Regions from separate parts of the Zea mays genome. Here region 1 is linked to region 2. A link is a contact called in public Hi-C data. All regions are on one chromosome and are shown on one strand. Each heading gives the region's core, a stretch centred on a gene start, on an enhancer-like site or on the middle of the called end of the contact. The rest is flanking DNA. Distances are from core to core; before and after follow the strand shown. Region 1 holds the start of LOC100191877 (N-acetyl-gamma-glutamyl-phosphate reductase). Region 2 holds the start of LOC103643732 (B3 domain-containing protein Os03g0619800).

What was found. Hi-C and Micro-C count contacts between places; a contact is called where the count stands out from the background.
Region 1: a contact with region 2 is called in a Hi-C map of ear, with 2.4 times the contacts expected there. The contact joins the promoter of LOC100191877 here to the promoter of LOC103643732 in region 2. A contact is called at or near these places in 2 of 25 Hi-C or Micro-C datasets (ear and tassel).

The regions. Positions count from the first base shown.
Region 1 is chr1:261,123,667-261,129,180 of Zm-B73-REFERENCE-NAM-5.0, forward strand. It overlaps LOC100191877 (N-acetyl-gamma-glutamyl-phosphate reductase), which reads left to right and starts at 2,925. Exons shown (of 14, transcript NM_001137301.2): 1 at 2,925-3,218; 2 at 3,521-3,583; 3 at 3,683-3,823; 4 at 3,923-4,030; 5 at 4,201-4,287; 6 at 4,635-4,685; 7 at 4,763-4,834; 8 at 5,292-5,411. The coding sequence starts at 3,159.
Region 2 is chr1:260,941,231-260,947,014 of Zm-B73-REFERENCE-NAM-5.0, forward strand. LOC103643732 (B3 domain-containing protein Os03g0619800) reads right to left here and starts at 1,608. Exons shown (of 7, transcript XM_008666908.4): 1 at 1,347-1,608; 2 at 714-799; 3 at 1-346. The coding sequence starts at 1,349.

The sequences.
Region 1 (5,514 bases), core at 1,675-4,174, 180 kb after region 2:
TCCTCCTCCGTCGGCGGGTGAGGCGACGGGACAAACCCGAATGTTGTTCTTCCGCCATGTGGGGGAAGACGTCGTTGATTCCGCCACCGGCGGGCGGGTTGTCGGCCGCCATTGTCGCTGTCGCGCGGCGGAGGAAGGAGTATCATGTCGTAGCTGTCGTCGAGGGACATGAACTCAAGACTCCCGAAACGGAGCATCGTCCCGGGCCGGAAAGGTTGTTGGAAACTACCCATCTGGAGCTTGACGGGAAGCTGTTCGTCAACACGCAGCAGGCCCCTACCTGGCGCGCCAACTGTCGGCGTTTCGACCCCGGGGGGTCCCTGGACCGACGAGTAAATTGTCGTCGCGTGCCCCAGCCCAGATGGGTCGGCGCGATACGGAGCACGAAGGGGGGAAACCAGAGGGAGACAGGCGTAAAGGGGAAACCCGCGACCTTTGTGTTGTCCCGCGCCCAGGTCGGGTGCGCTTGCAGTAGGGGGTTACAAGCGTCCGCGTGGGAGGGGGCGAGAGGCCTGTACGCGCCATCCTGTTCTCCCGCGCGGCCAACCTTCTCGTAAGAGAGCCCTGGACCTTCCTTTTATAGGCGTAAGGAGAGGGTCCAGGTGTACAATGGGGGGGGGGTGTAGCAGTGTGCTAATGTGTCTAGCAGAGAGGAGCTAGCGCCCTAAGTACATGCCTTCGTGGCAGCCGGAGAGGTCTTGACACCTTGTTCATGTGATGTCGTGTCCGTCGAAGGAGCGCTGGAGCCTTGAGGAAGGACAACTGTTGGGGCTGTCGAGTCCTTGCTGACGTCTCCTTGCTTCCGTAAGGGGCTGAGAGCCGCCGTCGTCACGGAGCACGCGGGGCGCCATCATTATTTGTTTACCGAGGCGAGCCAGATGGGACGCCGGTCTTGTTCCCCGTAGCCTGAGCTAGCTAGGGGTAGGGTAATGATGGCCCCTCTTGTGACGTGGTCGGTCCGAGCCCTAGGTCGGGCGAGGTGGAGGCTCCTCTGAGGTCGAGGTCGAGTCTGTCTTCCGAGGTCGAGGTCGAGTCCGAGCTCCGGGTCGGGCGAGGCGGAGACTGTCGTCCGAGGCCAAGGCTGAGTCCAAGCCCTGGGGTCGGGCGAGGCGGAGTTCGTCGTCTTCCGGGACCGAGCCCGAGTCCGAGCCCTAGGGTCGAGCGAGGAGGAGTTCGTCGTCTTCCGGGGCCGAGCCCGAGTCCGAGCCCTGGGGTCGGGTGAGGCGGAGTTCGTCGTCTTCCGGAGCCGAGGCCGAGTCTGAGCCCTGGGGTCGGGCGAGGCGGAGTTCGTCGTCTTCCGGAGCCGAGGCCGAGTCCAAGCCCTGGGGTCGGGCGAGGCGGAGTTTCCTATGGCGCCCGAGGCCGGACTTAGCTGCTGTCAGCCTCACTCTGTCGAGTGGCACAGCAGTCAGAGCGACGCAGGCGGCGCTGTCTTCTTGTCAGGCCGGTCAGTGGAGCGGCGAAGTGACTGCGGTCACTTCGGCTCTGTCGACTGAAGGGCGCGCGTCAGGATAAGGTGTCAAGCCATCCTTGCATTAAATGCTCCTGCGATATGGTCGGTCGGTGTGGCGATCCGGCCAAGGTTGCTTCTCGGCGAAGACTGGGCCTCGGGCGAGCCGAAGGTGTGTCCGTTGCTTGAGGGGGCCCTCAGGCGAGACGTGAATCCTCCGGGGTCGGCTGCCCTTGCCCGAGGCTGGGCTCGGGCGAGGCGATGTCGTGTCCCTTGAGTGGACCGAGCCTTGACTTAATCGCACCCATCAGGCCTTCGCAGCTTTGTGCTGATAGGGGGTTACCAGCTGAGATTAGGAGTCTTGGAGGTATCCCTAATTATGGTCCCCGACATGATTTTTATGCAAAGTGTGTAGGTCTATTCTCATCTCTCACTTCTCGTCTAACAATAGATCCAGTATGTTATTATACAACAGATAAGCTATGAAAAACCAATTAAGTTCAACGTGATAGAAAACTACACGTGGTGTAATGCTCTTACATAATACAACTTCGCTAGTTGAAGTAGGACGAGCAACTGAGTGAGCTATAAAAAATAGAGACATGTTTTTGTAAACTCATATATTTCTCGTCCTTTTAGTTAAGATAATTGTAATATTTGTTTTTATTAATTTAATATCTGATATTCATTTTAATATTAAATTTATTTTTATATGCATCAGATATGGTTATGTGGCGTTTCAGCGCACGGTCATTATCTTAGTCGCATAAAACTTAAAAATAACGACTACTTTAAAAAAAATTGAGCAGCTCGAAGAAAAACTTCTGTCCATATAGTCTTGAAAAACTCTATTTTAGACCGTGTTTCCATGTATATGATGTTGTGTTCTGGAGTACTCGAAGTGATTGAAAATATTTATTTACAGTTCTAGTTCAGTTTGGTAATGTCACAATAAAAAAAGACTGATAAAATTAGGTATCCTGTGCTTACCAAAGGAGAAAATGAGGAGGTGTTTGTTCTTTCGACTGAAATTTAGTTAGTGTCATATTATATTTTTCTAGTCTTTATCTTTGTAATTAATTTTATAATTAAACTATATTTAATATATATATATTTATTATTTAAACGTCTAATATAACGTGGATGAAAGTTTAGTTGGGTCCAGACACCCTATAAGAGAGGAATCTTAGACATAGAGACGCAAAATGTTTTGTTTAATAGGTCCGTCCGTTTATAAATATATGATACCATTATTTAAAAAAAATTTGATCACTCGTTTTATTTAAAAGAATAGTGACTTATCATTTTTTTATTTGTTTTATCACTTAAAGTTTGTGTTTAACTTAAATTTTTGCATTTTTAATAAATATTATGAATAAAATGAGTGATTAAAGTTTTCAAAAAAAGGTTAATGGAGTCATATATCTATGAACAGGTAATACTCTTTAGGAAGAAGTACTTGAAAAACAAAACTCGAACAAAAAGAAAAAAAGAAAGAAAAACGGTCCACCACACCTTGTATGTGCCCTCCGGCGGGCGGGTCAGAGCTCGCAACTCGCACCAGCACAGCAGCACCGGCAGCACCACCAACCCCAGGGCAGCCGCGCCGCCAGCCACGACAAGCTTAGCAGCCCCTCGCACTCGCTAGGGTATTTATTGGTACAATCGGGTGATCTGCGTGCCGCATCGCGCCGGGACACGGGAGACAATGGCGTTCACGACGCTCGGCGGCTGTGGGGCGCAGGCTTCAGTGCGGTTGGCTCCCCAGGTCAGTGACGGCGATGCTTTTCCACACTAGAGTAGGTAGAGTTGTGTCGTTGAACCCGCGGCTGGGAGCGGGCCAGTCGAGGGTAGATTTGCCCCGCCCGCTGCCGCCGCTCCCCTCATGCCTCGCCTCCCTACCGCACACACGGCCTAGCTTCCCAGCTCGTTCGTTGCCAGGCGCCGGCCAGCCGCAGGCGGCCAGGCTCCGACGATAAATTACATGTGATCTTGTTCGCAGTTCGTGCATATGTGCCTATACGGACCTGACAGTGCGAAGCACTCAAATACCTTTTTTTCCCTGTGCAGAATGGAATCCTTGGATCTAATTCGAAGCCATTCGCGGGCATCATACTCAAGAAACCTCAGCAGGTGAATTAACTTTGCGTTTTCTTTCCCAATAGTAAGATTCTGTGTTGTATATGAACTATGAAGTGCTCATGAAATTCAGAAAATGGTACCCTGCTTTAGGTTGGATCCCTGCCCCTCCGTGCAAGGGGATCCATTTTTTCTTCACCACGCAGGCTTTTCTCCCCTAAGGCAGCAGCCCCTAAATCAGGGGATTCCATACGCATTGCAGTGCTAGGGGCCAGCGGTTATACTGGAGCTGAGGTTGTCCCATCATTCTGATCTCATTTGTATGAGGATTTTTGTCCTCGGTTCTTTTTTGTTTTTGCTAATGTGTTTGCTATACTGTGTTTTTGTTAACAGATTGTTCGGATTCTAGCGAACCACCCTCAGTTTCATATAAAAGTGATGACTGCAGATAGAAAAGCTGGCGAGCAATTTGGATCAGTATTTCCTCACTTGATAACACAGGTGGGAACTTATCTTCTCTCCTCACAATGATCTTAGCCTAGTTATATCAAGAAACAACTAAACCTCTGTGCTGTACTGCATTTCTTTGTACTAGAGTTATCAATCACAACTTTATTTGTTATGTTTATCAAAAATATAAAATTGTTAATTGATTTTCTTCTGATTTGCAGGACCTGCCGAGACTGGTCGCAATAAAAGACGCTGACTTTTCAGATGTTGATGCTGTTTTTTGCTGCTTGCCACATGGTACAACCCAGGTTTGTTTATCGCTATTATGTTTTTACCTTGAATTCTCCATACCTCTTACTAAATTTGTTAGTACAATTGTTATGAACATAGATGCACTCGCAAGATAGTCCTGGTACTTGACCTCCCGTAGGAGGCCCTAGGAGTAAACCAGATCTATTCTTCTTGCTTACCTGCTAATGACCTCCACCTCTCATTATATATAGAGGTGGCTAACCTAACCCTAATGACCTAGCTTATGGGCTTAAGGCCCATAACAGCCCGCAACAACAATACTATCTTAGACTCTGTTGTGCAACATGTGAAGCACTAGATTTTAATACATTAGAACGCACTACCTAATTATATATTTTTTCAGGAAATTATCAAAAGCTTACCCCGACACTTAAAGATTGTTGATCTCTCAGCGGTATGCTCTGCAGTCTGCACACACTCTATTTACTTCTCTAAGTACGATCTCAGTTGTTGAAAAACTATTGCTTACAGGACTTCCGACTACGCGACATCAATGAGTATGCTGAGTGGTATGGACATTCCCACAGGGCACCGGAACTTCAGGTTTCGTACTACTCCCTCCATTTCAAAATGTAGGGCATATTAGGACTTAAAAAGTCAAACATTTTAAAATTTGACCATCAATTAGCCAAAATTTCTGTATAATTCATCCATAGGTTCATATTCTGCCTGTGTGTTAGTAAGAATATAGAATGTTGATTTGTAGTAATTGGTTATATTATTAGAGCTGAAAGACCTTTTTAAATACTAATGCGCCTTATAAAAAAATAAAGGGAGTGATTTTCTCTTCAATCTTGCCTAGTAAGCATTGCCTTTGCTGTCTTGGTATTTAAGCTGTCACAATTGTCCTTAATGATTTGTGCCATTGATGTCTTGTATGATACTTCTTCTAAGTTCTAAGAATTAGGTTTGGCTTTCATAGTTTTTTAATGGTTCTGTTTGTGTCATTATAATATATTTCTTAGAATTTATCTTTATTTTATCCTTTTTCACCTTTCAGGGGGAAGCTGTGTATGGTTTGACCGAACTTAAACGAGATGACATAAGAAATGCACGCCTGGTAGCAAATCCAGGGTGTTATCCCACATCTATTCAACTTCCGCTCGTTCCTTTGGTAAAGGTGAGGTTTAATAGAAGTTTCTGGCATCTTACACATATCTATGTTAATATTTGCAGATCTGGATAAAATTATCCTAAGTTATGCCATAGAATTGATTTGGTAA
Region 2 (5,784 bases), core at 358-2,857:
GAATCTTTCACTGCTTGCAGCTGCTTCTATGGTATCATGTTCAGAAATACTTGAAGTCTTAATGGGATCTACACTTATTTCTTGAACACTTGGGATGCTTTCTATGCCAGGGTAGGAAAATAATTCCTCACAGTCATCACTGGGTGAATATGGCCCTGTTACTGACTCCACCCTCTTAGTAGTACGCTGATGTACTAGAGGACCAAAATGAGCATGACTTAGTGGGCTTTCACTTGACACCTGTTCTAGAGATGCGACGCAAGTAACTTCACCACGCCTTTGTAGGCATTCATAACAGAACCATTCTAGCAACGTTGCATCGAAAACAACTTTGTCCAAACAGTACCTACGCAATGACGAATCATAATAAACTCTAATAACATAGCTACAGTAGAGATTACAGAGGGTACTTGAGTTTTCCATTTAGGTATTATATATATATATATGATTTGCAAATATCCATTTATAATTCAATAGAATGTGAAGATAGATAGATTCCTGTAGTTCGTCTATTGACTTTCGAATTGATTGGAAAAAGATATTATAATGATGTAAAACACTGGTATATAAATAAACCTACCCTCTAAGGTGATACCATGGTTTGTCATATACTATAAGGAAAAAATGTCTAAACCCATTAATAAGCAGAACATAAAATCGAATCTATGTAGTAAAATGAAAGCATAGTAAATTAGCGTAAAAGGAAGACATACTGGTGCACAGCATAACGCTTACAGTCTCCGCAACATAGCAGAAGTTGTCTGTAACCAATATCTCCACATACTTCACACACAATGTTCTGCACAAACACCAAAAAGTTTATTTGCTGCCATGATCAAATTATCAATAATCATGCCAGTATCTCACTATGTATCTCAAATAATCAAATTGTTCCAGCGAAATCGCCATCTTTGATGAAAAGACTATCTATCCAGGTGGGTGTCACATCACATCAGCTGATTACTCAAGGAGTGTTAGACCGCCTACAAACAACTGAGCAGTAGAAGGTTCATTCATACATTAGCCAGCAATTGCCGCATCGACGGGAGGAATCGATACCATTTGATCAATATCCGAGTCGAATCGCCCGAACGCGAATCGCATCGCACCCAGATTTAGGACAGGATGAGCACCAGACCCGGAGCCCAGAGGGAACAATAACACCCTTGATTATATACTGTATTAATTAATTAATCTTTCCTCATTGCGAGACGGGAGCAATGCAGACGAAGCCGGTGCCCCGGCCAAGAAACCACATTTTTGTGGTCGCATTACATTTTGCCAACCGGGAAGTAGTAGCACAGGGAAATCGCAACTTCGCATTACATCAAGCATGCAATACATACCATATTCACCGGATGGTCACCACCACCTTAGCCACGCCAAGAAACGATATATAAGGAAGCGCCTGCGCGGGCCTCGGCGGCTCAGACCGATCCCGGTACCGTAATCTTCAGGAGGCCGCCGGGGTTTCAGCCGGTCGGAGGGCCGCCCGCGCTTGTGCAAGGGCTTGACGAACGAACGCAAGTAAGGAATATAGGCGGCGGGAGCGGAGGGGCGGAGGAGCTGCGGCGCGCCGTTGGATTCTACTTTGGACGACCCACCCGCAAAAAAAAATCTTTGCATCCAGGATGCTAAAAACACTTTTATCCAAGAAAAACAAATTACAAAATAATTAAGTTGCAAATTTTGATCTATTTTTTTTGGATCTTCTAGTTAGATGTGAAAGACGGTAAAAAAGAACATTTGCATCCAAGATGTACATATTTTTTCCCACCCACCTGGGTCACCCCATCACCACCAGGACACCAGGAGTCCAGGACAGAGAGTCCAAGACCGATTAACAGTGTGATAAGTAGGGTAGACTGTCTCTCGTTTCGGCATCGGGTTCAGGTAAGAATGGAACCCACCGAATGCCTCGTCCAAGCCCGATTTTGCATCCTCTAGATATTTTTTATTAATTTTTAAAAGAAAAGAAAAGGAGAAGGCAGAGACAACATGTGACAATGGGTTGAGTAAACTATCTCCAGCAGACCTTATACAGACTTACAAATCATTTCACTATTTTATATTGTAGTATAACTGTTTATAAAGTGAAGTTTGAAATAGCGATGAGATGAAAGGTGCGATAAAGAGTCTCATGGAAATAGCTAAATGAGGCACAGTTTTAAAACTAAGAGCTATGCAAGAGCTAAAAGTCGTTTACTTCAATAGTTTTGGCTTTTAAAAAACCAATGTCAACTTTTCTCGACAAATAGACCCCATCTGTCAACCACTTATTCTTACTCCTGATGGATCCCCAATCAAGGTCATGCTCTCTTGCGATGGTGGAGACACACTCACCCACATGGCGGCCAAGGTCGTGCTCAACCACGATAGTGGACCAGCGCTCACCCACGTGGCGTCCAATGTCCTACGCAGTAGCTAGAACCATGCTCGAAGAGATGGCCTTGCCTCCGGAAGTCTAGAGAAGGGGTCGCTGGAGCTGAGCGGGGGAGAGGAAGGAGCATCGTCATCAACCAGAAACACCATACAGAACGAGAAAGGGGTCACAATCTCACATACGAGAAGAGGTCAGAGATGGAAAAAAGAAAAAATGAAATAGTATATTCATAACTAGTGGCAGATGGATATTTTTAAAGGTTCCCACCTTCATAGCATGTAAAAGTAGCGGGTGGGTTGCTTTTAGTTTTGCACTATAGCAAAAGCAAATGACTTTTAGCCCTTTGGTTGGCTTTTGACTTTTGCAAAAGCAAAAGCGAGTTCAAAAGCCCAACCAAAGGACCCTAGAGTGTTATATCTAGTTGTTAATTCTATACCAAAAAATTTGAACCCATGTCAGAAATCTAGGGACATGTTAAAGTCATATTTTGATTTTGACAATTGAGATAACTAATTGACTAATCTTTACCTTATTGTTTTGATTGAAATAAGTTAAGTCCATACCAAGGTTGACCAAGATGGCAACTCATGGAGAAGATTAGATGTGGTCAAATATGATGATCAAGTGCTTAATTCTTGGAAAAAGAAGAAAGAGAAAAAACAAGACCCTATGGACTCAAGGCAAAGGTATAAAATAGGATGCTTGTTTTGTCGGTCAAGATACAATAAAATGTGTGATTGGGTTTACTTGGGTTCTCTAATTAGTAGATTCAGTCATCTGGTACCATTAGGTGTTCGAACTAATGTGCATTTAGGCCCAGTGACACACATCAGAGAGCAAGAAAAAATTATGAAAATACTTTAAAACCTTTAATCTTGTCTATCATTCTTAGCAAAAGATTTGAGAGTTGGCACGCTTGCAAGGAGACGAAGACATGCTAACGATGTTGTTGTTTAGCAAGCATCTGATGTGTTAGCCTATAGACAAACGCCTTGGAGTTTTTAGCCAAGCATAGTTGAGTCTGGTGTGCACTAGACGTGTAGCACTAGACAACTATAGTGGTAGCCTGGATGAGCGTGGTTTTTTCAAAAGAGATAATTGAATGCGTCCAGTGTTGGCTAGATATACCATCGAACATAAGTTATTTTTCAAAGATAGGGCATCCGAGAGTGGACGTTCACCATATGTGTCCAGTGCAGGAGCATCGGATGTGAACAGTGACCACCAACAAGTTTCCTCAGCTATCGAGAATCGACCATTGGGGTGTGTCGGTGCCCTTGTAGAAATTGTCTTAGTGGGTAACACTTGGTTTGTTTGGGGTTATGAATACCCATTGTGGTAAATGATGGCCGCTCTCTTAGACCTCAAACACACGAGTACACACTTTGAGAGCTAAGACATACACTCCACTTGCTTTCATCCTTTCATAGTTTCATTCATCAATTAAGTGAGATTGGAGAGCCTCTAGTGCATTTTCAGTGTTGCTCTTGCATCTCATAGTACTAGGTAGGCATGTTGGATGGTGGAGATCTTTTTACCCTTGGTGATTTAATGTCACCTAATCGACCCAGTCATTGGAGAGATCATTGAGCAGATTTGGTGATTTTTATCACTCTGATGGATCAACTGTAAGGGGCTATTGTGTTTGTCCCGGTGGGAGATCATGAATAACTCTAGTTGAATCATGGCTAGTTAGAATGCACCTCTTGAGTGGTTCTTGTGGAACCAAAGTCATGGGTTTGGTGTGTGAGGCCAATTAGTACATGAACCATCAAGTGAAGACTCGCCAAAACAAGAACATAGGTTTCTGGCAAGCAACCAAACCTAGGGAAATATCTTGTGTGATTTCTTGCCCTATTGGTTTACTCTCTATTCACTTGCGCTTGACTTCCATACTTGCTTGTGTGTAGTTACTTGCTTGACTAGCTAGAGTAGTAGTGTGGTTGGAACTAGTTCTAGTAGCTCTTGTTAGTAGATTTAGCTAGTTGTAGGTCTCTTGCTAGTTGTAGCTTGTTTTGTTTAAGTGGAATAGATAGAAATCAAGCTACTAGACTTGTGTAGGAGGCTTGCTTGAGTGAGTTAGTGCTAGTGCAAAGTAGAGTTTATTAGGGCCTCGTATTGTTATAATCAATTTTCTCTAGTGTTTGGTTTTGTATAGCCTATTCACATTATCTAACCATATAGGTCCTAACAAGTGGTATTGGAGCCAAGTCACTACCAATTTCAAGGCCTAACAACCTACGATGTAAAGATGGAAACTAATCATGTTGGCAAGTCACTTCACTTTAATGGACAAATTAAGACTATTAAAAGAAGCATATGTGTTTGCACTTGAAGACCATGAGCTAGAATATATGGGATGTTGTGGAGGAGCCTGTCGGAGGGAAAATCCTCTGGCCGGGTGGCGGAATGCACCCGCCCTAATCCTAAGATGAGGAGGGGGCATAAGCGATTGCCTGTTTGGTGAATTCGGGATGAACACAAGAGGACTCGAGGGGTTATAGTGGTTCAGGCCGCCGGAGCGTAATACCCTACCTCCACTTTATGTAAACTATATTGAGTGTAATTGAGCGTGTCTCCCCTGTAACGCTATGTGCCTTCCCTTTTATAGTTTAAGGGAGGCACATACAAGGATGCTGAGCCCCGACATGCGGGCCCAGGAGCATAATGGAAGAAATACATTATGTGAATAACTAATGCTGACAGAGTAACACATGAGTAATCAGCGGGAGTCATGCTGGCTGCAGTTCATGCAGCATTGATAGGTAGTAACCCTTTTCCTGGTAACACGGGAGTAATGGCGAGTCATTGCCCTCGATATGGTAACGTGTGAGTAACTGCACGGCCCACGTATCGTGGACTAAGCACGCCGTCTGTCAGTGGAATGGACAGGCGCACGTCTTATCCGTAATGAATGCAAAGGCGCGTGTAGCCCAGAGGCGTCATGCCAGGTTCTGCCTGTTGGCTTATGCCGCGCACACGTGGCAGTATCGGGTCTCCGCCTAAGCGGGTGTCACACCCGGTTTCAGAAGGCAAACCGAATGCGAACTATGTACGTGCCAGGATCAGAACTCACGTACACAGTGATTACATAAATGAACATCATCGCACAATGCTCGAATAATAACATAAAAGGGTATTAACTTATTACATCACAGAGTCATAGACATCCACATAGTCATCAACTTAACAGATAAATCAAAGTGCTAGCGAAACACAGTAAAGATAAGGCCTTCACAGGCAGCTGACTGGGGGTTGCCGCCAACCCACACCTAAAATTTGTCGTAGTCTTGGGACTCCTGGAAGTCTCCTTCCACGGCTTCGTCTTCTCCTGAGCAGTGGTTACAATGTGGACAACCTGGTGTTTTGTGGTAAAGCAAGGATGAGTACACATCAACGTA